2 separate regions of the Bos taurus genome follow, and region 2 is linked to region 1. The links are chromatin contacts, called in public Hi-C maps. All regions are on one chromosome and are shown on one strand. Each heading gives the region's core, a stretch centred on a gene start, on an enhancer-like site or on the middle of the called end of the contact. The rest is flanking DNA. Distances are from core to core; before and after follow the strand shown.

Evidence for each region. A called contact is a pair of places that touch in the nucleus more often than the background predicts.
Region 2: a contact with region 1 is called in a Hi-C map of liver, with 3 times the contacts expected there. The contact joins the enhancer-like site here to the promoter of GRB2 in region 1. A contact is called at or near these places in 6 of 11 Hi-C or Micro-C datasets (blastocyst, blood, liver and 3 more).

The regions. Positions count from the first base shown.
Region 1 is chr19:56,115,416-56,121,759 of ARS-UCD2.0, reverse strand. GRB2 (growth factor receptor bound protein 2) reads right to left here and starts at 4,547. Exons shown (of 6, transcript NM_001034630.1): 1 at 4,359-4,547.
Region 2 is chr19:56,176,087-56,182,505 of ARS-UCD2.0, reverse strand. GRB2 (growth factor receptor bound protein 2) reads right to left here. Exons shown (of 6, transcript NM_001034630.1): 4 at 4,789-4,911; 5 at 1,936-2,104; 6 at 968-1,203. The coding sequence ends at 1,018. Among named protein-coding and RNA genes, the nearest start is that of SLC25A19, 27 kb to the left of the region's middle. Within about 2 kb of position 5,010, at least 29 of the 102 cell types and tissues checked have an H3K27ac peak or open chromatin away from gene starts, as enhancers often do. A contact at or near this core is called in liver and skin fibroblasts, where this site is marked.

The sequences.
Region 1 (6,344 bases), core at 3,298-5,797:
TTAAAGATTTATCCAGTCTCTGCAATACTATTCTCAGACTCTTTATCCAATGTTTATTAATTTAACATTTTGAAGAACTACTATATATCTAACAATATGCTTGGAACTGTATTAAAATCATTAAAACCATTACAGTCCACACTCTAGCAGGGAATTAATCAATTCAATCTTTTCAGAGAGTAATTTTATAGCATCTATTGATAATTTTAAGACACCTATTCATCCTTGGACAAGCAATATCACATTCCAGATTTATCTCACTAAAACAGTGACACAAATACCATGTGCAAAATACATCTATCCCCGATCAATATCCATGAAGCTAACTAAGAAATACCTTTCTATATAAGCACCAAGACATATGCTCAAGTCTTTAAAGAACTGCAGAAAAATTAGTTATTCCATTTCTATAAAACAATATGTATCAGTGTGTTATTAAACAATTTGAAAGGTTGACAATGATTATCTCTGGAAGTAAGACAGATATTTTTGTGAGACAGAATATTTCTACTTGCTGGACCACAGGCCTCAACTGCACTTTCACTGTTTTCACCATAAGCACGTATTGCTATTACAGTTAGAAAGAAAACCCAAAACCTCACTGATGCTCTGGAGTTAGACCGGGATTCAGCTATCACTTTACCACTTATTAACTGGGTGGGCAACACTGGAGAAATAACTCACGTTCTCTAATTCCTAGTGTCCCTCAGCTGGAAAATGAGGAAAATCACAGCACCTACACCTTATAAAGTCATTTTGCTAATTAAAAAGCCTGTAAAGGCTGAGTCCCTGCTGTAAAGCGCTAAGAGGTATTAACCAGCATCACTGGTCCCTCTTCAATATCAGTCCACGTGCTCTCAGTAAATCTAGAGTTCCATCTACACACAGACTCAGTAGAATGCACTGGTAGGCAAATTAACAATCCCATTAAATATAGGTTACCCTGGTGGCTCAGTGGTAAAGAATCGGCCTACAACACAGGAGACGCAATGCAGGAGATGTGAGTTCGATCCCTCAGTCGGGAAAATCCCCTGGAGGAGGAAATGGCAACCCACTCCAGTATTCTTGCCTGGGAAATCCCACTGACAGAGGAGCCTGGTGGGCTACAGTCTATGGTGTCACAAAAAAGTCGGATGCAATTAAGCACATTGACCAGTAAATATAAACTTCAACAGCTCCAAATCCAAGTCCTGAAAGTGAAAGTCACTCAGTCATGTCTGACTCTTTGAGAGCCCATGGACTATAGTCCATGGAATGTTCCAGGCCAGAATACTGGAGTGGGTAGCCTTTCCCTTCTCCAGGGGATTGTCCCCACCCAGGAATCAAACAGGGATCTCCTGCATTGCAGGTGGATTCTTTACCAGCTGAACTAGCAGGGAATCCCAAGAATACAGGAGTGGGTAGCCTATCCCTTCTCCAGAGGATCCTCCCAATCCAGGAATCGAACCGGGGCCTCCTGCATTGCAGGCAGATTCTTTACCAGCTGAGCCACCAGGGAAACCCCAAATCCAAGTCCTAACAATGCACAAATATTCCCACATGTAAAACTGATCACATCTATAGTCACTTATTCTGTTAGGCTTTTAATTGTTTACTCTGTACAGAAAGTATAATTTTAAGTTCAGTAATTTAAAGTCACGTTGCAGTCTCACAAATTTACAGATGCATCCTGTAACAGCAATTCTGGCCCTTGGACCAGTTACATCAAAATCAGCCCATTCAGGGACTGCTTCACTGAGAGGCACCTTCTGGAGTTCTGCAGTGTAGTGTGACCTTAGCCCCGGAACCTAACTTTAAACAAGATTCACAGGTAATGTTTTTTGTTTTGGCCTCGCCACGCCACATGAGATCTTAGTTCCCTGACCAGGGATGGAACCCTCGCCCCCCTGCAGCAGAAGTTCAGAGTCTTAACCACTGGACCACAAGGGAAGCCCCACAGGTAACTCTTATGCATGCTAAATTAAAACAAAACGAAACAAGGCTGTCCTGTAAGGGCTCCTGGACCAGATTTCAAGCTCTGCATCTCAGACCATGCACTGCCATGTCTTGGCACAGAGTGAAAACACACTCACTTGGCACAACTGGGAAAAGCCAGCTTTGACAAATAGAACCAAAGGCTCTCAGTGGGATTCAAGACTGCCAGAAAGTTCTTCTGAATTAAGCAAGTAACTATTAGTTTCTCTCAGGATGGATCTCTACTTCTTATTACATCATTTCTCCAAATTCTACTACTCTTGTGTTCTAAGTAACAACTAGAGCTGTTGCTGTACAACATGCAACACAGTAACAGCAATCACGGAGAAAAATCTCTAAGTACCACTGACTCAGATCACATCAGATCAGTCGCTCAGTCGTGTCCGACTCTTTGCGACCCCATGAATCTCAGCACGCCAGGCCTCCCTGTCCATCACCAACTCCCGGAGTTCACCCAGACTCATGTCCATGGAGTCAGTGATGCCATCCAGCCATCTCATCCTCTGTCGTCCCACTGACTAGTAGTATTTAAAACCTAGCAGTCTCCCAAATCTGTATACACTGGCTGAGTAAGTAAACTGCCTCAAGCATTTCAGTGCCTGCTTTTAGTATCAAAGAAAGTTGATTACAAGAATTAACCTTTTTTAATTTGGGGATTCAGAAAATTCTTAACAAAGGAAGGAGTAACAAAACAAAGTTATTTCTTTCTCCAAAAAAAAAAAAAAAAAAAAACCCAACAATAACAAAGAAGGCTGATTACAACAGATGCAGGAAAAGACACCTGATCTCAGAAGGCTGGTAAGGAACAAATTAGTACTATTACCACCAACAAGCTTTTAATTAATTCATCAATGATCTAAATAAGTTTTATTTCCTTAAATGTATCAGGCTACCTTAATTCTACTGTAGTACAGGCTATCATTGGTTTTCGTTTTGAACATTCATCACCCCCACTAAAAGCCAATATAAGCTCCCAAGTGACCCAATCTCCTTTTCAGAGAGACATAAAAAGAGAAGCGTGAGCAGGCAGAAAACCGTGATCTAAACACGAAGAAAACCAATAAAACACAAAACCACAAGCAAGCTACACTTATGACCTAGTGGGCAGTATTGATTACTTGTGGCTGAATTCAATCCTTTGAGCCTCCCAGTTCCCAGGCGGGAGAACTTGAGTCTCGCACGGCTCTCTAGCAACCCTTCTGGCTGGCTGAAGGAACACAGTGAACGCTCAAAAGTAAAGGATAAAGCAAGAAAGAGGGCATCTTCCCGGGAGAGAAACGGGATCTTTAAATGAGGGAGAAAACAAATTATGCCAAAGAGCCGAAACCTCAAAAAACTGTACCAGAGAGGGGACAATGAGGAGGAAAGGGAAGTAGATAAGAAAAAAACGGGGGGGAGGGGGCAAGTGACTTGCATTATACGAGTAAGCATTTAGTGTCCGCAGTGGAAAGAGAGAAACAGAACGAAACAACTGGGGAGCAGGGAAGCGAAAGAGGCACTAGAAAGCCAAGACTAACGCTAATTTCTCTCACAAGTCTTTCCCGCTTTTTCCGAGAATCAACAGTACCCAAAGACAGACTTCGAGGGCACCTGGGCTCCCCTGCAAATTATACTGTTACTGTACCTGAAGCCAACCTAGACTTAACTCCCTAAATAAGCTGTAACTCACAGGGCTTACCATCAGATACACGGAGAGCGCTGCAAAATGAAGAACACCAGGGATTCCCTCCTCTCTCTCCTCGAAGCATTCCAGTCAACTGCTGCTTATTTTTCTTGACAAACGTTTTTTTCCAAAGAGTAGTCCCCCGCAAAAAAAAAACAAAACGCGACAGAAACAAAGCCATTTCGACTGGCTCCGATAGCAAACGTCCTCGCTCACAGGATTTAATAGGAGTGGTGGGTTTTCTCCCAAAATTCGGCCCCCAAACACCCGGAGATGGTGACGTGGTGGCCGAGCAGGTTGAAGAAGCATCCATTACCACATTCGCAACCACCGCGAACCCCCAGCCTCCCGGTGCCGAGTCAGACTGACTCACGGAATGAGCGCCCGGTGCTCTGGGGCTTCTTCTCCCCGGGCCCCTGCGGCGCAAAACCCTCACGGAAAAGGCGTGAAATTCAATTAGGAACCCACCCACCCCGTCCTCCTGCGCCGCGGTCTGGGGCTCTGTCCAGGATCAGGGGAGGAACGGTGCCCAGGAAGGAAGCGCCCCAAAAGGGGAAACGTGGAGCTCCGAGCCCGGGGGTTCCGCTCTCCCGACCTCCAGGCCCGGCAGCCCCCGGTTCGCCAGGCCCGGGCCACCCCCCCCGACCCCGGGCCAACTCCCGCTACCGAAGCGGGGAGGAAGGGGCACCGGGGCAGCGGCGCCGCCACCGGCCGCGCTCACCGTGGCGCAGCTGCTCGGCTTCTGGCCCGGCCGGCCCCTCCGCAGCGGTGCGAGCGGCTGCCGACCCCGCTGCGGCTCCCAGAGGGCAGCGCCTGTCCCCGCCGCCGTCACCGCCACAGTCCTGCCCGTCTTCGTCGTCGTCGCCGCCGCCGCCGCCGCCGTCCGGTCGCTGAAGCAGCACAGCCGCCTCACTTCCGCTCCTCGTCGGGGTCCCGCGAGAACTTGCGCGCGCGGCCCCGCCCCGCCCCACCCCCGCGAGACTTCCCCCGGCGGAAAAGACCCAGAGCGCAAGCGCCCCACCCCCGCCAGGCCCCCGCAGGTAGACGGGGACGGGCCAGGGCGCAGGCGCCGGGCCGCCCCTCAGCAGGTGGCACCGGCCGGGCTCCACCCGCCGCGGTCTTTGTAACCCTTTCGGTGCCAGAGCGGGTAAATTAGCGCTCACTCGGAGAAATGACTGTCCTCCATGTCCTGATCGCTTCTTTTCCCCTTCCACCAAACCGAGGCAATTTGGCTGGGGTATGGGGGGAGGGCGGGGGAGGTGAGGAGGAAGGAATCTCCAGCTTGAAGAACTCCAAATAGAGGACCAGGTCTTGAGATATTTGAGAATTTGGTCCAAACAAATTCTCCAGTATGCTTGGGTTTCGCTGGTGGCTCAGCTGGTAAAGACTCCGCCCGCGATGCAGGAGACCAGGGTTCGATCCCTGGGTTGGGAAGATCTCCTGGGGAAGGGAAAAAGCTACTCATTCTAGTATTCTGGCCTGGAGAATTCCATGGACTACAGTCCATGGGGTCACAAAGATTCGGACACGACTGAGCGACTTTCACTTCACATCAAACTCTGCAGTATGAGATGAATTAACCTATTCGTTCATCCATTGAATCAAGTGCTTAATACATGCTAAGCACTGTGCGAACTATAGAAGGTACAACAATGAACAGAAATCCTGGCCCTCAAGGAATTCAGGGTCTAGAGGAGTGGAAGAAAAAGAAACAGAAACAAATAATACCGCAAATACTGTTAGAATTATTTGGAGTAACGCTGAGGAAGCTAAAAAGATGGGAGAGAGGGGTTGCTACTTTGCCCATCTCAGAAAAGCTTTCTCAGAGAAGGTGATGACGGAGCCGAGTCTTGCAGGATGTGTAGGAGTTCGCCAGAGAAGCCAGGGTAAGGGCATTCCAGGCAAAGGGAACAGCATGCACGTACAAAGGAACAGAGGCGTGAGAGTCGTGTTCCCTGCAATGCTGAGGAGTTCAATTCATAACCGGGGAGTGGCAGAAGATGAGGCTTGGAGGAGTAACTCTTATTTTTCAGTTCCAAAAGCTCCTTGCAGTTAAAGGAGAGAACAGAGCATCCAATGGTAATGTGCTTCCTGGAAGCCAAAAAAATAGCTAGAGGTGAGAATAACCAAACGGCTGATCCTGTAGAGAAAACAAGCCCACTGAAATGACGAGAATGAATTGTTCTTTCACTCAGTACTTGTTGAGCATCAGCTGCATGCCAGGCACTGTGCAGAGTGATAGATGAACCTGACAAAGCCTCTGCTTTCAGCAGTTTGTCTTCTAGAAGAGAGTTGCCTAGTCTGCAAGACAAAACAGTTGGTCCTGAGGGCCACTGAACTACATACCGGACTGAGAGGAGGGAGCCAGTTACCTCGTGCTCAGGTAGTCAGGGAGGACTTGGTGTTTGAACTGCAACATGAAAGCAAGGAGGAAAGAGTGATGAAATCAGCCAATATTTCAGATTGACAAGAGTTTAGGATTTAGGGGGAGGAGTAATGAGAAGCAAGGCCAAGATGCACAGTTTAGGCTTCATTCCAATCCCAAAGAAAGGCAATGCCAAAGAATGCTCAAACTACCGCACAGTTGCACTCATCTCACACGCTAGTAAAGTAATGCTTAAAATTCTTCAAGCCAGGCTTCAGCAATATGTGAACCGTGAACTTCCTGATGTTCAATCTGGTTTTAGAAAAGGAAGAGGAACCAGAG
Region 2 (6,419 bases), core at 3,761-6,260, 60 kb before region 1:
CAGAGACTGGTTACTGTGGGTGTCTGAGACTAAGGTGGGGACAGATAACAACCGAGACTGCAAGGTCAAGGGCCCAGCCCCCACCCCAACCCCCCACCAGATGCAGTCAGACGTGGGAAGGCGGCAACCTGGTTCCACTGCACCCTGGCTCCCTTAACCTCCAGGGGCTACAAATGTTAAAGCTGAACCTTAGAGGCTCTGGCTGCCCACAGGCAGGACCCCCACATCCTCCTCTTGCTTGTCTCCTCTTCTCTACCCTGTCCTCCCCTCCCCGGGGGGAAAATATTTACACAGAGTAGGAGACAAATTGGCTGACTGTCTTTAACTTATTTTTAAAATAAAACAAACAAGGAAAAAAACACCACTCAGAAGCAACCCTCGAAATAAGGCAGAAGGCACTATGAAAAACAGCATGCTCAGGAACACCACTTGAAAGGGAAATGGATATAGAAAAGACACAGGCTTGGGGCCTGGCTCGCAGGAAGCCCTGGGGGGCACCAACCCCTCCTGTCACCCCGACTCCCGCCCGCCCTCCTCTAGCAGAAGCTGAAGGGCAGGGACTGCCTGCTCCTGTGAGTGTATATAAAACGCAGAACACAGAAGCGGCTATTCGAAGTCTTCCCAACTAAAACAGACATTTTGCATAGAGAAAATATCAGCCCACGTGGTTTCTTTTCTTTTATTATTGGCATCAGCTAGGACTATATGTGGCAGTAAATGTCATGCACTGATGGACAGAGAGGAAAAAGGATGAAAAAAGGACAGAGGAGGAAGAACAGGAGCAGCAGTGAAAATCTGTAATAAAAACTCTTTTCTTAATTTATAGGTAAGTTTTGGCATTGTTATATCCAACTCCCCCTCCCACCCCCCAGAGTTCCAACCAAAGTGAGCCGGTCACCAGGTGACCCACCAGGTGTTCTGAGCTCCCTCACAGGCTGCTGACAGAGGCAGCTCGTGGGTTTAATTCTTTTGTGTGTGTTTAAAATTTTTCACTTTGTTTAAATAATCTCTTGACTCTTAGACGTTCCGGTTCACGGGGGTGACGTAATTGCGTGGGAACATGCCGGTCTGCCCGTGGCAAGCCCCTTTCCACCAGTTGGGGTCTGAGTTATCCATGACGTGGATAAAGTCTCCCCGACGGAATCCCAGCTCTCCATCCTCTTGGGGGTCAAAGTCAAAGAGGGCTTGGACGTATGTTGGCTGCTGCAGAAAAGGGCAGGGAAAAAACACACACTGCATCCGACTGTGGCCAGCCCCCTGGAAGCGGACAGTGATGGGAAACGAACGCGCGCCAGCCTCTCCACACCTTCTGAAACAACCCCTCACTTCTCCTCCCCTCCACAAATTCTTATGGAGTTTACTCTAGGGGGGGTCGTGTAATCTTTCACCAATGATGGAAGCCACCGCAGGGTCCCCACTGAGGTGGTCAGCCTCGCCCCAGCATCCAGCAGCAGGTACTGCTTCAGGAAAGAACTGCAGAAACAGCCCCTGGAGCTTTGCTTACAATCCCAGATGAGGAAATATTTCAGTTCCCATCACTGTGTCACTTAGGAAAAGTCGAAAGGGTAACGTTTGTACACAACAGGCTGGTGCTAACCAGTACGTGAGGCGTAGGATTTTAGCCATGAGTGTGGACCCCACCCCCTTACAGGTGTGACTTTCCTCACAGTCTACTTCCAGGCAAACTGTGTGTGAGGGTGTGTTAAAGACCCTCATCCTAGAGACACAGGGTAACTTTTGCAGCACACTGCTTCACAGAAGCAGCCTCTGCGAAATGCAAAACTGTTTCAAATCCAAATCTTTAACGTGAGTTAATAATGAGCATAGAAGGCCCTGAAGTAACCCTTCCAAAAAAAAAAAAAAAAAATACCTGCTTGCCTAAGGAGCTATTCTTAATTGCTTAAAGATGATCCCAACCTCTCTTTCGAGGCTTACCTGTGGCACCTGCTCTATGTCCCGGAGAAATATCTGCTGGTTTCTGGAGACGGATGTAGATCTGTGATAATCTACCAGCTCATTCAAAGAGTTGAACTTGACCACCCAGAGGAAATACTTTCCAGCCCCATCTCGGAGCACCTTGAAGTGCTGTACATCATTTCCAAACCTGGGGAGGGGCAGAGGATACACGTGAGACCGGGCTGGAGGGCTCTGTCCTGGCTGCCCAGCGGCCACCTGCCCATCAAGCAGGATCCCTGGAGACCCTGTGTCTCGGCCACGCCCTTCCAGGCTGAGGAGACCAGGACTGCAGCACAACTTGACTCCCTGGTGGGTGGAGAGTGCCCTGAGACCCTCCATCAGGATGATGACCGCCAGCGACAACAGGAAGAATCCTCGCCGGACAGGAAGCCCTATTAACCTAATTCTGAAGACATTTGTTAAAAAAAAAAGCCCCACCCTACAGAAAGTTTCTACGTGCCGTGGACTGTGCCAAATGAAAAAAAAGAACTGAAATCCTGTGTGACATCTGAAGACTACAAAAGGTAGGGTAAGAAATAAGGTGAGAAAAGGAGGGACTGGACACACTTCCAACAATTCTCCTGTAACTGGGAAGAATTTAAAGTTGTGTTTTCTAATCAGGGATTTTAGTTCTACATACGCTGAAAAGGTCTCAAAGAAAAGGACATGTAGGGACAATAAATAAAGGCCCAGGCACTGCCTCACCCCTCAAAGGCTTCTCTACCACCTGGAGAAATGACAAACGCTCTCTTTACAATGGCCCAGAAAAACAGCATGATCTGGTTGAACGGGAATGGCCCACCACCATCATGCTCTCTGCCTTCAACATTAGCTCAAGCAAGGCCCCACCCATCTGCTCTCTGCTGAGTCCTCAAGGTCCCCACTGGCATCCAAAGATGCTCTATGAACATCTGCTAAATGAAGAAACGGGAGCCTCGCCCTCCCATCATGGGTGTTAAAGCAAAAATACTTCTTAAAACCAACCCAGCAGGTGGCAGCACTGAGCTTGAAGGAAGTCAGTACAGGTGCAAAGAGCTTAGAAACTGCACTGCTAGTTCATGAGAAAAACGGTGGATGAGCAAGAAAGCTTTATTGAGGAAGGACAAATTTAAGTGGCACTTCTGGGCTCAGGGAAGCGCTCTACTGCTGTGCACAGCACGTGGCTTCTGAAAGGGGTACAGGGTCCCTGATGGGGTGAGCTGTTAACGACAGGAGTCTTTCCACCACAGATGCCCAACACCTTGAAAACTTGAGGCTGTGGGTTCTTGAACCTCCTTGGCTCGGGTGCTTGTGTTATTAAGAGGTGGTTATGACACCTGTTTCAAATTTTACTTTTAAAGCAAGGAAAACGTGAGCTCTTTAAAGGTTTTATTTGCTAAAATGGGAGCTTTCTGGTGGCCACCTGGCGAGCATGGGCAGGGACCACGGTCATCAGACAACCAAACGTGAACTGCCAGGGGCTTCTGGGCACCTTTCAAGGATTAACTGCCTGTATCCCTCGTCTTCCACGGTTGGGTTTATCCTTGGGTCTGTGTAAGATGTAAGAAGAGGAGGAAACGCAAGTTGATGAGAAGCATAAAAACTCTTCCATCTCAAGGAGCTCCTCGCCCACCAGGTCCTCGTTTGCATGTGTTCAGTCAGGCTCGTCAGAAAGCCGCTGATCTGCGCATGTGGGAGTGAGGGGCACACGGAAACCTCTGTACCTTCCACTCAATTTTGCAGTGAACATAAACTCTGCTCTTTAGAAAAGTAAAGCCTATTAAGAAGAAAAAAGAAAAGCCATTGCTAGAAGAGGAAAACTGATGATTAGATGGCTTGATTTTTTCATGATGGGACTAAAACCAAACTATACTGGAAATGTAGCTGAGAATACTGAAAACGTTACCTGAAACCACCTCCCACATCTTCACAGAGAAAAGGAACACAAAAATTTTTCGATTTAAACCTACAGTAAAAAAAAAAAAACCCCAACACTTTAACCGCACATTTGGTCCTAAAATGAAACAAGATATTGAGCTGATTTCTGAAACTGAAAAATCTTGATATCATTTGTAAATGGCAAATAGTTCTACAGTCTTCATTTTAAATGTATATTAAAGTGATCTGAGTTTTAATCTAATCAGCCCTTCATCGTATAAATGATGAGGTGATCAGTAAGATTCCTGGGGTGGGAGTTGGGGGGTAGGGGCAGGTTTCCTGCAGTATTAACTAGAAACGGATAGAGTCAAAACACATGTGGAAAGGACAACTGGAGTCAAAATCCTTATGTCGTGGGTGGGGAGTGATTAGCTGAGAATTCTCAAAGTTCCAGTTTATATTCTCCATGATCCCCACAGTGGTATGACTCCCTGCCTCCCCCCACTGCATACCAGCTCCCTCCCACATTTAAATTTACCCCTGGGAAAAGCAAAAAGCCCCCAAACTCCTGTGGTCACCTTTTGCTGATGCTGGCAGCCTTTGGGGGGGACACCTGGAAAAGGTGCACGAGGCAGCTGACCTGATGACCAGCTGCTGTCAGAGCCGGGTGTGTGGGGACACTGCGGGGCGGGGGGAGTGGGGAGCACTGACAAGTGTCTCCTCTCTGACACTCAGCTGCGCAGCAACTAAGACGGTCTCCACACAGGCATCTAAAGAGCTGCGAGAGACAACTCTGAAGAGGAGCCAGAAATGAGGATTTTAATATACAGTTTTCTGATTTAAAACAGGCTGTTTAGACGAAACCTGCCCCAGGTTGCCACCTTCGGTGAGTGGAGCCAGACACCTGGCCCCTGGCTTCACAACATCCATCAGCTGGAGACAGGATTCCAGGCAGTCAGAGCAGGAAATACTTACTTGACGGAGAGGGAGAAATCCCCAGGAGCACTCTCGCTCTCTCGGATAAGAAAGGCCCCGTCATGCCGCTGTTTGCTGAGCATTTCTTCTGCCTTGGCTCTGGGGATTTTGCCAAAAAACCACCTAAGGAAGGAAGGCAAGCCAGTCAACATCTGCTTCCCCACAAAGAAACGGGATGTCCAGCCTCCCAAACGTAACAGCACACTCTTCACCAGGGGAAGGGCCTCCCCCTCAGCCCTCCTGTCAGTACACACCCGTCCCGGCTTGTGAGGGGTACCGTCTCCTCCCTTCCCCACTCTCCAGAAAGTGACTCATAAGACACAATCATGGGCCACTCTTTCTACAGAGGAAGACACTTAAAGATGGGCCCCCTGAGCCAAAGCCCAGTGGGCCCCTAGCTGACTCATCAGCAAGGCACCGGGGGAAACCCCAGATCTATCGATTGGAGCACAGAATGAACCACTTAAGGTGAGACAGGCCTTCCTGCAGCCACTTGATAAGGCAGCAGCCTCTACAGTGGGATGAAGAGAAGGCGGGGCAGGAAAGCTAGGAGGCCGAGAAGCTGGGCCACTTCTAAGGGCACCAAGGGGAGAGGCTCGGGCTGGGAGGGAGCAGCCCCGGCAGGCAGCTGTGGCTGACGCTCCTCTCAAGGCCTCTCTCTGCCGTCATGGCTCAGAGGTTGGTTTTCAGGAACCACCAGGAATGCTATGGTCTACCCGGTGCAGAGCTAGCTCGTTGGATTTGGAGGAAGTTACAGAGTCTCCTCTCCCAGTGCTGATTCACCAGGGTCACAAGAAAAAGTGGGAGAAGTCATGGAAAAGGGCAGGAGCGGCTAGGCGGGCCTGGAGGAAGAGGAGAAGAAATCTCTGAAACAGTTTCAGGTCACAGGCGCCTCACTTCTCACAGGAAAGCCACAACGAATTAGGACAGATGACTGTGAAAACAAGGTTCTCTGTGCAGAGTTGTCTTTACTGTTGTTATTTAAAAAAAGCAATTGACACCAGTTGTAGCTGATAAAGACCTACCCACTTCATCTAACATGCATTAAATGTGCAAACTAGAATAACTAAAGTTATACATCTAACATATCTATCTTACTTATACGTGACTGCACTGCAAGATGTCTCTGAAGTAACTGTCGTCATTGTTCAGTCGCTAAGTCACGTCTGACTCTGCAACCCCATGGACTGCAGTACGCCAGGCTTCCCTGTCTGCCGCTATCTCCCAGAGTCTGCTCAAGTTCATGTCCATTGAGTTGGCGATGCTATTTAACCACCTCATCCTCTGCCGTCCTCTCCTCCTTTTGCCTTCAATCTGAAATAATACACTCTGCAAAAATTCCAAGAGAAAGATGGGGGCTGCTGGGAAGGGTGCATTCAGAAGCTGCCATTAGTGACTCCGAACAGGCCTGAAATCTGCAGCCCTGTGTCTACCTCACTGGAGGCAACGCACTGCCAAGCTGCTGGGGAGCTGGTACCACCTATCTTCCTGTGCCTACAAAGAACTCGAGGGTGAGTCCTCCAGTGCCCGGAAGGAAGGCCACACCAGAGAAATCAGGCAGTAACACAGCAGAATGACAGCCAGCCAGGAAAGGACAGCTCCCGGTGCTGCGACCTTGTAGGTGCTTTCTG